2 separate regions of the Arachis hypogaea genome follow, and region 2 is linked to region 1. A link is a contact called in public Hi-C data. All regions are on one chromosome and are shown on one strand. Each heading gives the region's core, a stretch centred on a gene start, on an enhancer-like site or on the middle of the called end of the contact. The rest is flanking DNA. Distances are from core to core; before and after follow the strand shown. Region 1 has its middle 9.3 kb from the start of LOC112765166. Region 2 overlaps LOC112766030 (a long non-coding RNA gene).

Region 1 (6,183 bases), core at 1,852-4,351:
TATTGGGGAGCAAATACGACTCCTCTGAAAAAAGAGTGGGTTGATCCGGAAATTACTTTATTATAGTGTCAAAGCAATCTTACGTAGGAATCACCAGTGGTTGAATAACAAGGGAATAAACAATTAGATAAAGAAGACAACAAAAATATAAAACATTGATCAAAGCAAAATAATAGCAAAATAATAACAAAATTCAAATGAAATAAACGTCAATGAATCAAATAAGCAAAAGAAAACAAGTTAAAAATTGACTTCTAACACTCACATGCACTTGCATTCCATATTCTTTCGTTATGTCACAGAGACTGGGAATCTATGAGTTTATGTGATGATCTAGTGTTCTTAGTTGAAGTTCCAAAACTCTTCTAAGTTTCTATTACTTACAAGCCATGGAGATGAACTTGCCCGGGAGGATGTTGTCCACTACCTTACTTCCTCTTTTTTATAGCCATGACCTTGTCCTGACCATGAGGAATTTTGATCCCCAAATTTTGACATCCACGTCTCTCTTGGTCTTCAAGTCCCATGTCTCTTCAGCTTACTCCTTGAATTCCGCATCCATGTTCTCCACTTAGTTCTGATGGTCGAGAAGTAAACCTTGATGCTTAAGGAAATGTAATAACTACCTTTCGACTTTGACGCTCCTTGTACCATCTTTCTTTGATTTCTGTTTTATCCATTCTTGTTTCGGTAATTGAAATCTTTGGTAGTCGAAATATCCTCCTTGTAAAGAGAAATCTATTTTTTTGTACTAAAGAAGATTGAACATGTGGGAGGCCAACAAATTCAAATAACATACACACAAATTTGTAACATATAAATTAAAATAAAATAAATTAGAGTTACTTATACAACTTATATATAAGAATATTTAAATAATTTTTTTTCGAGAATTTTATGGATTTTCGTAGAACAATCGCCTTTATTTCCATTTATTTGTGGGAGCGGATTCCTATTTCCGTAAAAATTTTATGGTCTCCATTAGCCTCCTTGTCACGAATAATTTTTTGTACGAATTTTTTTTGTCGTCTCTATTAATGATAATCAACTTAATTACATATTATAAGTATAAATCAGATATCATGTGAAGCTTCCTATAAGACCCTGCAACACAACTGTATTTATCCTTTTTCAGAGACACTTGTTAAATAATGTATTTGAACAACTTAAATAGTTAAATCTATAGGTATAAAAAATCTCTCTTATCTACATCATAGAATTGGCCTTAAGTAAAAAGAGGTAATTGAAGAAAGTTAATGTAACTATGTAAGTTGGTCAATTCGAAAGTTAGAACCGTGGTAAATGGTAAGTGTAATTTAGACAAGAGTAAAAGACAAATAGGTCCCTGACCTTTTAAAACGCGGACATTTTCGTCCCTCAAGATTGAAAAATACATTTCGATCCTCCACGTTTTAAAACGGCGGACAATTATACCCCTCCGTCCGTTTTGGACCAAAAATGGCAACGGAACCAGCTGACATGGAGGGGTAGAGAATGACGTGTCCGTTACACTTGCTGAAATGGATTGGGACGAATTTTTAGTGGACAAATTCGTCCCTTAAGTGCAAAACGACGCCGTAAGCATGAGTGAGCCCTATTTCATCAAAATGCAAGGCGGAAGCCATGCCTGCTGCTTGTGCGATCGTCCATGGCGAGTGGGGGGTTCTTCATGCACAAGACCTGGAAACACTTTGGGAGGTGTGGCTCATGCTAAGCCCCTCAGTCGCCATAGTCTCTGTCGTCGCTACGCCATCTCAGTCGCCGCTCGCTTTTCCTCTCTATCTCTCTCTGTGCCTCTCTGGTTCGCTTCTTTCTTCCTCTTAACTTGTCGTAGGTATTTTCTTTTTGGTTATAGTTTCTCTTGATCTTATCGTAGTGTTCACGGGGATGATAAATTGATGCGTTTGGTCAATGTATTTTTTTTTTACATGACTGCGTTTAACATACTTGATGAAATGCCCCAATAACAAGTAGGTTCTTTCTGTCGTGTGTTTTGGTCCTTTGCTACTAAATTGCACCATTAGTTGAAAGATGTATTTACTTATTCTCTCTCGGTTGTTCATGGTGATTTTTGTGTGATTTTCTATTCTTGATTTTTTTTTTTTTTTTATACTTTCTTCTATTGCTTATGTAATGTAACTTTTATGATTCTTAGTTGCTTGATTTTGTTTTGATAAAATAATTTTGTGCTCTATTTTTAATTTGAACTCTTAAATATAAATTTGAAATGAATACATGGATCCATTCTTACGTGTTTTAGTATTTATGAATGTTCAACTTGGTTGTTTCTTAGAAATTCTGAGTTTGTACCTTAGGTTTGTTCCTTCATCCTTTAGAGTTGAGTGGCATGATCTGTTCTGTTTTCTTCTTGGATGGTCAAAGGCGCTTTTTGCAATGATTCAACCCACTTATTCAGTTCTTGGTGGCTTGCATTGATTATTGTATAGACTTTTCTTTTGTTATGTGAGTGGGTGAATTAATAAGAGTAATGTTTTATTATGAGGTTGAAGAAAGAGGATTCAGAATTGGGATTAGATCCTAAATTGTATGTTCACATTTAACTTGTGAATAATTGTTTCTGTGCTAATTTCAGCAATAAGGGAAGAATAATTGTTTTGCACTTAAGGGACGAATTTGTCCACTAAAAATTCGTCCCAATCCACTTCAGCAAGTGTAACGGACACGTCATTCTCTACCCCTCCATGTCAGCTGGTTCCGTTGCCGTTTTTGGCCCAAAATGGACGGAGGGGTATAATTGTCCGCCGTTTTAAAATGTGAGGGATCGAAATGTATTTTTTCAATCTTGAGGGACGAAAATGTCCGCATTTTAAAAAGTCAGGGACCTATTTATCTTTTACCCTTTAGTTCAATTTTTTCTATCCAAAACAATAAAAAAATCTCACATACCAGCAAACTCGAAAACTAGTAAAGCCCAAAATTTCAACAATCTCACAAGTTTAAAATTCAGCTGAAGACGAAACCTGTCCAAAACAAACCCAAATCAAATTAGCTTTTTGTTTTTGTCTTAATCAAATGAGCCTTAGAAATGATATTTTATGGGGTCTCTATTCGCTTTATCTATGTTTGTTGTTCTTTAGTTTCTTTTTTGGACCTTCGGCCCTTTTCTGTAGCTTGAAAAATATTTATCCTAAGAACAATAAAAACTTCACTGTTTTATTTTGCCTATGTTTATTGTTCTTTTTTTTTTTCCTTATGGATGTTCCTTTTTTTGTCAGTTGGGTTTCTTTTGGGTTTTCGACCCCTTCTTAAGTGGTGAAGCTTGAAGAGAATTTTTGAAGGAACCAATAATTTAAATATAAAATTATATAATGATATTTATATTTAAATTTTAACATATTTTTTGGTGGAGTTTCGAAGGTTACAACTTGTGAATTCTTCATCAAATCTACACAAATATAATCATACTAATAATTATTGAATATTTTAATATTTTGTCTTAAAGAATTAAATTAACAAACCAATAAAATATAAATAGTACTAAATAAAATAAAATCTTAATTTCAATTCCACTAATCTATTCTATTATATAAAAATCGGATTTCTGCACTTAATAATGGAGCTGACGTGGCATGCTTTTGAGAGTGTTTCCCAATTTATTTCTTTTAACTCATTAAATATCTATCTATTCTATTATCTATTATCTATTATATCTATTATATATTATATTATATTATATATTATATAAAAATCGGATTTCTGCACTTAATGATGGAGTTGACGTGGCATGCTTCTGAGAGTGTTTCCCTATTTATTTCTTTAAACTCATTAAATATCTATCTATTCTATTATCTATTATCTATTATATCTATTATATCTATTATCTATTATCTATTATATCTATTATATCTATATAAAAATCAGATTTTTGCACTTAATGATGGAGCTGACGTGGCATGCTTCTGAGAGTGTTTCCCTATTTATTTCTTTTAACTCATTAAATACAAGTTATTACGATAAACTAACTATATCAACTAATTGATTTGATTAGATATATAATTTATTATAATTTATATCAATTTGCTTTGGTAATATTTCCTAAATTATTTATTGTAATATTCTGATAGTATTTTTTAATTTATTTCTTTTAATTTATTAAACTAAATTTATTGTGTGTACTAATTAATTAATTTGATTAATTTATTAGTTATTAAAATAATAAATCTATGAATAAAATAGACAATTGAGATATTTTCAACTAATAATTAAATAAAAATAAATCATATATATTGAGCTAAATTCAAATTATGTGAATTAATGACTAAATTAAAATAAGATAATTTCTTACTTATTCAAGTTGAGTGCAATAAATACAAATTAATTTTGTTAGATAATGATAGTTGTCTGGTCTATTATATATAGATGGCCACACAAAATTATAAGAATCGTGATTTTTATCGCTCTTACTATTTCAAGTTTTCAACTCTTATTTTCTTCTTTTTTTTCCTGTATGTATAATTTCTTTTATATATAAATGTACCCAAAATGAGAAAGTACAGATGAATATTTTATTGATTGTTTGTTTGATGAATATATCTCAATTTAGACATTCTACTACTGTGGATAGAAGTTGACCTGTAGCAATTCAAAGTGGCCAATGTATTTTTTATAGTATTAGATAGAAGAATATTTGTTAAAATAAATATACCCATTGTAATGATTTTTTTTCAATTGTTATATTTTTATGTCGGATGTGTAAATTCTTTGAAGGTACAAGATAATAAAATAAGTTGACTTTAATAGTTCAAATAAGCACCACTAATTATATTTAAAAAATAATTTTGTAATAATAATGTGATTTACGTATTAATTTTTTCATGTAAATTCATTTTAAAATGTAGAAATTAGACTCAATTACGCTAAAATTTTAAAGGTAATATATAATTTGACGATAAAATTAACATTTATTAAGGAAATAAATTTATTTATGGCTATTTTCTAACTATAAATAATAACAAGACTTATGAAAAAATATTAATGTCATCATTTTTATTAATTAAATTATAAAAATACGGAGTTACCATGAATAATATCAAAACTGATATAGAAGTGTAAATTTGGATAAAAATATGAAGTTACCATTTGAATTATAATTTATATATAATATATAAAAATATTAATATAATTTTACTCTATTATATATAATTTTTTCTGTTATATTTTGGATTATATTTTATGTTTGATTGATTATAAACTTGAAAATTTTTTAATAATATATTTTGGACAATATTTATTTTATTTTAGACAATGTTGATTTTATTATTTTGTTTCAATAAATTTAGTTTATAATTATGTTTATTACATATTTATAATTATAAACACTTTAATATGCGTGAATTTAAAAATTATAATTTTTTTATGTTTTTAGAAATTATAAATTTATTGAAATTGTTGGGAAATTATATATATTGTTTAATATTTAATGGTTTATAAAAAAAAAGGAGAACCCGCCAACTCGCCAGCGTACCATTAGGCGGGACGGGGGAGAAATTCAGGACCGCCTTACTAGGTGGGGCGGGGCGGGCCAGCCCACCAGATGGCGGGCTTTTCCGTTTGTCACCCCTAATGGGACATGAACATAAGTACCCGCCGCATAGAACCTATTAAATATACGAGAATATAAAATTATTAATTTATCCTAATTTATATATACATAAATCCATTTCTTGAATTTAGTAACCCTAATTTCTGTCTCGAATTCAAATTCTTCCTTTTCCTTCCAGACTCATTCTCAGCCTCAATCCTCTCTCTCTAACTCACTTTCTCTACTTCTCAAGTTTGTCACTATGTCGCTCAGTATCGTCCCAAAAAATTATGTTATGTTATTATGTTGGAATATGTTTTTATGTTTTCTCCTTTTAAAATGTTATCTTTTATAACGAATATGTTATAAATTGTGTTGAATTATATTGAATTGATTATTTTATGTTATTATATTATGTCTTTTTGTGTTAATTTTTTTCAAAAGTTTTCAAAGAATATTCGTAGATACTCGAGGAGATCTACGTTCCCTAAGGGATAATTAAACAGGAACTTGCTATGAGAGATAAGGAATTGGGCTTTTTTTTAAAATAGGAGTGAGGATGGGAAGGGGGCTTCTCACGTTCTCCTGAGTACTCATTACCATATCTAACTAGCAATGGGATCCAATCTGAGCCGATTTAG
Region 2 (6,183 bases), core at 1,093-3,592, 100 kb before region 1:
GCTCTAGCTCCAATTGTTGTTGGGATAGTACATCAATGACCTTTTTCATCCTCCAATATCTACAACTTGTTCCTCCTATTTTTGTCTTTATTTTTTGAGTGAAAAATTTAGTACTTTGATCCCTCCCAATTCAACCACTTGACTCTAGATTTTTGTCTTGAAAAGCTCCTTAAAATATCTCTGAGCTCTAGCTCTAATTGTTGTCGGGGTAGTACATCAATTACTTTCTTCATCTTCCAACATTTACAACTTGTTCCTCCTATTCTTGTCTTTATTTTTTGAGTGAAAAATCTAGTATTTTAATCCCCTTTCTAATTCTTTCATATTATAGGCATTGTTCAATTATTCCTCTTTTTTGCAGAATTTCCTCCCTTTTAACATTTTCTGGGTTTTCTTTTGCTACTCTCAATTTAGTTTCTAGTGTATGTTTCAAACATTCTCTTCGAGTTACTGGCCCCTAAAGCTTGCCATTTCACCATTTCAGTGCTGTACCATTTTAATTTTTGAAACAATTGAAACATAAGATAGCCTTGAATGTTCATATGTCATGCTTCCTTCACAATTATATTTATCTGCTCCTCCGCATGCCACCTTTCTTGAAACCTGAACCGTCTCTCAGTTTTGAAAGATTTAGGGTTCGATTGAAGTAGTAAGGGTTTGTGGTCTGAGTCATTATCCTCCAAGTGAGTAATGGTAGCTATAGGGTATTTCTCCCTAAGTCTGATCGAAATGAGTGCTTTGTCTAGCCTCTCACGAATTGCTCTCTCTCGATAGCTTCTATTCCACCATGTAAATTTGTCCCCTATAAAACCCATATTTGCCAATCTGCCTTGATTAATAAAATTTTAAAACTTCTACATAGATTGAGGAAACTTTTCCCTCACTCACTTCTTTTTCATGACCAACCATTATAGCATTCATATCCCCAATAACCAGATATCTATCCCCAGCTCTCCTTATTAAGTCCAATATCCTTATATATTGATGATCTCTAATCTGATTGTAGTTATTTAAGTGCACATTTATCATATCCTATTTAATTTGCTTCTCATATTCCTGAACATTAAAGTATATGAAAAAATTATGGCAACTTTTAATTTCTACTTTAACGTCCTCCTTCCATGCTAAAGTCAGTCCATTACTTGTGCTATTGGGGTTGAATCAACACACTATTAGAAAATCACATTTCCTCTTCTGAGTCTTCACAAACGAGTGTTGATTCTTAGTTTTGCATAAGAACAAGAACTCGAAAAAATGGGAATTCTTTATCCCTTTAATGTTGTGAACTTTCAGGAGTTTTTGTAAAATCTGGTAATTCATTATCTTCATGACCACTGGGGTGCCAAATTTGGGCTGGCACTCTCTAGCCTTTCAACACCTCTACTCTTCTGTTTTTCTACTTCCATACTCTCCCTTCTTTCTCCAAAACATCTGTTTCACGCTTATTTTCTGTTATTTTGTTGTATAAATCAGTTTCAGCTCCTTTTCTAACTAGATATTTAAGCTTCTATCTCTTAGTACCTCCTCTTTTTACTTCCACTTTGCTGTCCATGTGAAAGGATCCAAAGTCACCTAGCTAGCTTGATTTCCTTTTCTGCATTTTTTAATATCATTGTAATAAATTTTTAGTGATAATAATATAATAGCTACTATATGTCTTATTTAATTTATATTTTGTGACAATTATATATTTGTTCATTGTTATTATATCTTATAATTATAATTATATACTTTTTGTAACTATTAAAAAGGTCTTTGCTAATAATTATGTAATTGCCGCTAAAATCTTTTAACGACAAAATATAAAACAACTAATGTCCAATTGAACAAAACAAATTAACAATAAAAACTAAAATAGACAACATTTTAAATTTTATTAGATAAAAAATTAAGAACCAAAAACAAAAGATAATTGTTTATAGCGAGTAAACTCTTATTAAGCCAGTTGTTTTAATAATTTTGGATCTTAATTATATACTTTACTAATTTTTTCATCTAACAAAAATCCAAATTGGATCTTATAATATGGAGATATAGTTATTTTATTTTATGAAATTATGTAGACCGAAATTAAAATTAGGCGAGTTCCAAGTATGGAAAGCCTTATCTACTAAAGGAGGAAAGGGCACATCACATGTGGTACCCTGCGACAGAGAGTGAGATAGTACTTAGTAGAACCATTTATCTTGTCTCCCATGTTTTCCTTTATGCTCAGGATAAAAACATAAAACATTGTTAAATTTTAAAATTGTGGTGCACAACAAATTACTGCTAGACTTGGGTCCTGGCTAAGATATGTAGACAAAGAAGTTAGAACGATGGGAACATGTATATGAATATGATGAACCCACGTGTATGTATAGATTCTAGAGATATATTTACCTAACATATATTTAGTTTAAGCTTATCCTTTTTGTCTTGTGATCAACTTTTATTATTTATTAATATATAACGCTTATGTAACTTTTATGAATTTTAAAGTGCATTATATTCTTCCTGAACAATTATTGAGTTTGTGAATCACATTAGTTATGAGAGTAGTGAGCCCAGCAAAGTGGGAAATACTGTTGTAAACTTTTCTCTTACTGACCATTTTGACCACTCTTGCCGCGGAAACTTAAACCTTTGAAGTGGTGTGTGTTATACTAAAATTAGATTAGCTAGATTTGTAACATAGATCTTAATTTTAATTATAATTATTTAAAAAAGCCAAACTGAATTAAAAATTTTAGTGTTACGTTGTATTTATTGAAAAAGTATTAGATGGATTGCACTTTTTAATTTTAATGGTACTATTTAAATATTTGATTTAGTTTAAATTTCATAGAAATTAAAAAAAAATCATAATTATTCTGTACCAATTCTTATATAACAATATTTTTAGGTGTTTGTTACGGTACGATGATAAATGCATACGTATCGATGCGTTTAAAATATGGACAAATAACAATAAGACATGTGGAATTTATTTTCCACGTCAATATTTAATTTTTTCTTTTTTAAATATATAGTATATCACCATTTTTACTAAAACACCATTTTAATTAAATAAAAATAAAAAACATTTATTTATTTAATTTTATAAAAAGACTTAAACATCCTTCCTTTATTTGATTAGACAAAAATACCCTTTTAAATTAATCAAATTTTAGAATTCAATTAATCCTAATTTTATAGTTTCAAATAATTGAAACAACAAAGCAAAAACATATTAAAAAAAAATCAAAATTGTTCTTCATCTATGTTAAACATATTAAAAAAACAAAAAACCAAAATTATTCTTCATCTGGGTATCTCGGTTCAAAAACCTTCTCGTTCATGCCTCATCGAATACATAAAATCAGTGCCGGCCCTCTCCTCTAAGATCGGCAACGACTTTGACACCTTGTCCGTCAAAGAAGTTGGAGTTGGCAACCTTAACTTCGTCTTCATCGTTCTCAATTCCACAGGTTCTTTTGTCATCAAGCAGGTATATATATATATATATATATATATATATATATATATATATATATATATATATGGAGAAAAAAACTTCTCCCCACTGATCCAAAAATCGTGGGAACTCGCAAATTTAGTTTATTTGGTAGCTTTCAATTCAAAGTTCGATTTTTTTATTTTAAGGCTTTGACTTATATTCGCTGCATTGGGGAGTCATGGCGGATGACGAAGGAGAGAGCATATTTTGAATACTTGGGGCTGAAAGAAGAGGGTCGCTTGAGCCCTGAGCATGTTCCTGAAGTTTACCACTTTGACTGTTGATAAACCACTATTTTATGATTCATCTTGTGCTCAATTGAGTGTTTTTATCAATTCTTCACCCACTTATTTATAAAATTTGTATGGTTTTACAATTCCTTCCTTATTATATGATATATGTGAAAACATGTTTCCTATGCCTTGAAAATATTAATTTTAATTATCCTTTATTACCATTTGATACCGTGATCTGTGTGTTAAGTATTTCCAGGCTTTATAGGGCAGGGATGGCTTAGAGGACAGAAAGGAAACATGCAAAAATGGAAGGAAAGCACAAAATGGAGTTTTTGAAGAAATAGCAGCGATGCGCACGCATGGACGACGCGGACGCGTGCCTCGCGCAGAACACAGGTGACGCGCACGCATGGACGACGCAAACGTGCGCCAAGCAAAAAGCACAAGCGACGCGTACGCGTGACTGACGCGTACGCGTGACAAGGAAAAACTCCAGATGACGCGCACGCGTGACGAACGTCACGTGCAGAAAATTGCAGAAGTCACCCCAGCGATTTCTGGGCCCTTTTTCGGTCCAAATCCAAGCCCAGAAACACAGAATAGAAGCCAGAGAATGGGGGAATCAAAGCAACAATTGATACAACATTCATAATTCATAATTTTAGGTTTAGATGTAGTTTTAGAGAGAGAGAGGCTCTCTCCTCTCTCTTAGGATTTAGGATTAAGATTTCTCTTAGATTTTAGGATTAGGATTCCTTCGTTTTCTCCAATTCCAGGTTCAATATTCCTTTACTTTATGTTCTCTTCTACTTTTATTTACTCTAATGCTTTTACTTGTTAATTACTTATGTTGCCAAATTGGCTTATAAACTCTTCATGTTAGATTTGAATATTCTATTTAATGCAATTTGAGGTATTTCAGACTTAAGATTGTTTTCTTCCATTTATTATATAAATAATTTAGATTTTTCCCTTTTGTCTTTGGTTAAGTAATTGGTGACACTTGAGTTGTCAAACTCAGCGGTCGATTGAGAATTGGAAATTGCTGATTGATTTGGATCCCTCTAAAGCTAGTCTTTCCATAGGAGTTGACTAGGACTTGAGGAATCAAGTTAATTAGTCTAATTGACTTTCCTTTATTTAATAAGGGTTAACTAAGTGGGAGCAACAACAATTCTTATCACATCTGATAAGGATAACTAGGATGGGATTTCCAGTTCTTATACCTTGCCAAAAGTTTTTATAATTATTGATTTATTTTTCTTGCCATTTAAATTACTTGTTCCCTATTTCAAAAACCCAAAAATACACCTTTTTCCATAACTAATAATAAATCATACTTCCCTGCAATCCCTTGAGAGACGACCCGAGGTTTAAATACTTCGATTATAAATTTTATTAGGTTTTGTTACTTGTGACAACCAAACTTTTGTAGGAAAGAATTCTTTGCTGGTTTAGAAACTATACTTACAACGCGATTATATTTGTGAATTTCTTTACTAGCAGAAATCCCGATCGTCAAAATGGCGCCGTTGCCGGGGAATTGCAATTGTGTGCCTTATTATTGGTTATTATAAATATTTTCTTTTCCCTGTTTATTTGTTTTTATTTTCGTTCTTAATTTTTATTAGCTACTATGAGTTCTCACCCCTATCGCTTTGAGTTTGGTTCCAATGCTGTTGAAAGGAATGTAAGCTATAACAGGAACATGCATCAAGGTCAAAACAATCAAAGATGGAAGGAGCTACGAGGATCTGATCAATCCTTTAGGCAACAACACCTTCCAAGATACCATGGACGACGACCATTCCACAATGCATGCCAAGATAATAGTTATGGTGGACCCTTTCGTGACAACCGACACCCACCAAATTACTATGGTCAAGAGCCATTCCGAGGTGCGTACCAAGATGATAGATATGATGGACCCCCTTGTAGTTACCAACAAGCCCCATCATATGCCTACAAACCACCTCCTCAACATAGCTTTGAACCACCACACTCACAAGCCACCTACCACCATTCATCCCCGTATGACCCTAACCTATATCCACCCCAATTCCAATCCAATTACTCCCAAGAACCACCGCTTTTCTATACACCATGTCCATATCCATCAAACCAAGAATCAAAGGAGCGTCTCAAGGAAATAGTGGAAAAATTTCATGCAACCCTTCACTAACTGGAGCAAGCGATCAATCGATTACCTTCCCGACGTTCAGACACTCAAGGAACCCCCATGGCTTCATGTGGACAATCTAACGAAGAACGTAGCATGAAGGAGATACTAGAAACTCCGGTGGATAGTAAGGAGCATGACTTTATACTGGAACAAGTGGAGGAAGCCAAAATTATCGAAGAAGAAGAATTGGTTAAAGACTTAGGTGATGCTGAACCTCCATGGGAATCCAGAGTTTTGGAAAATTCCATCGAGAAATCTGCAATCAATGCTAAGGAGGATAGTGCACA

Evidence for each region. A called contact is a pair of places that touch in the nucleus more often than the background predicts.
Region 2: a contact with region 1 is called in a Hi-C map of an unstated tissue, with 6 times the contacts expected there. The contact joins two enhancer-like sites. A contact is called at or near these places in 5 of 8 Hi-C or Micro-C datasets (leaf and an unstated tissue).

What each region holds. Positions count from the first base shown.
Region 1 is chr17:27,032,304-27,038,486 of arahy.Tifrunner.gnm2.J5K5, reverse strand. No RefSeq gene overlaps it. Among protein-coding and RNA genes, the nearest start is that of LOC112765166, 9.3 kb to the right of the region's middle. Within about 2 kb of position 3,101, at least 1 of the 3 cell types and tissues checked has open chromatin away from gene starts, as enhancers often do.
Region 2 is chr17:27,132,335-27,138,517 of arahy.Tifrunner.gnm2.J5K5, reverse strand. LOC112766030 (a long non-coding RNA gene) reads left to right here. Exons shown (of 3, transcript XR_011875089.1): 3 at 3,971-4,642. Among protein-coding and RNA genes, the nearest start is that of LOC112766030, 5.4 kb to the left of the region's middle. Within about 2 kb of position 2,342, at least 1 of the 3 cell types and tissues checked has open chromatin away from gene starts, as enhancers often do.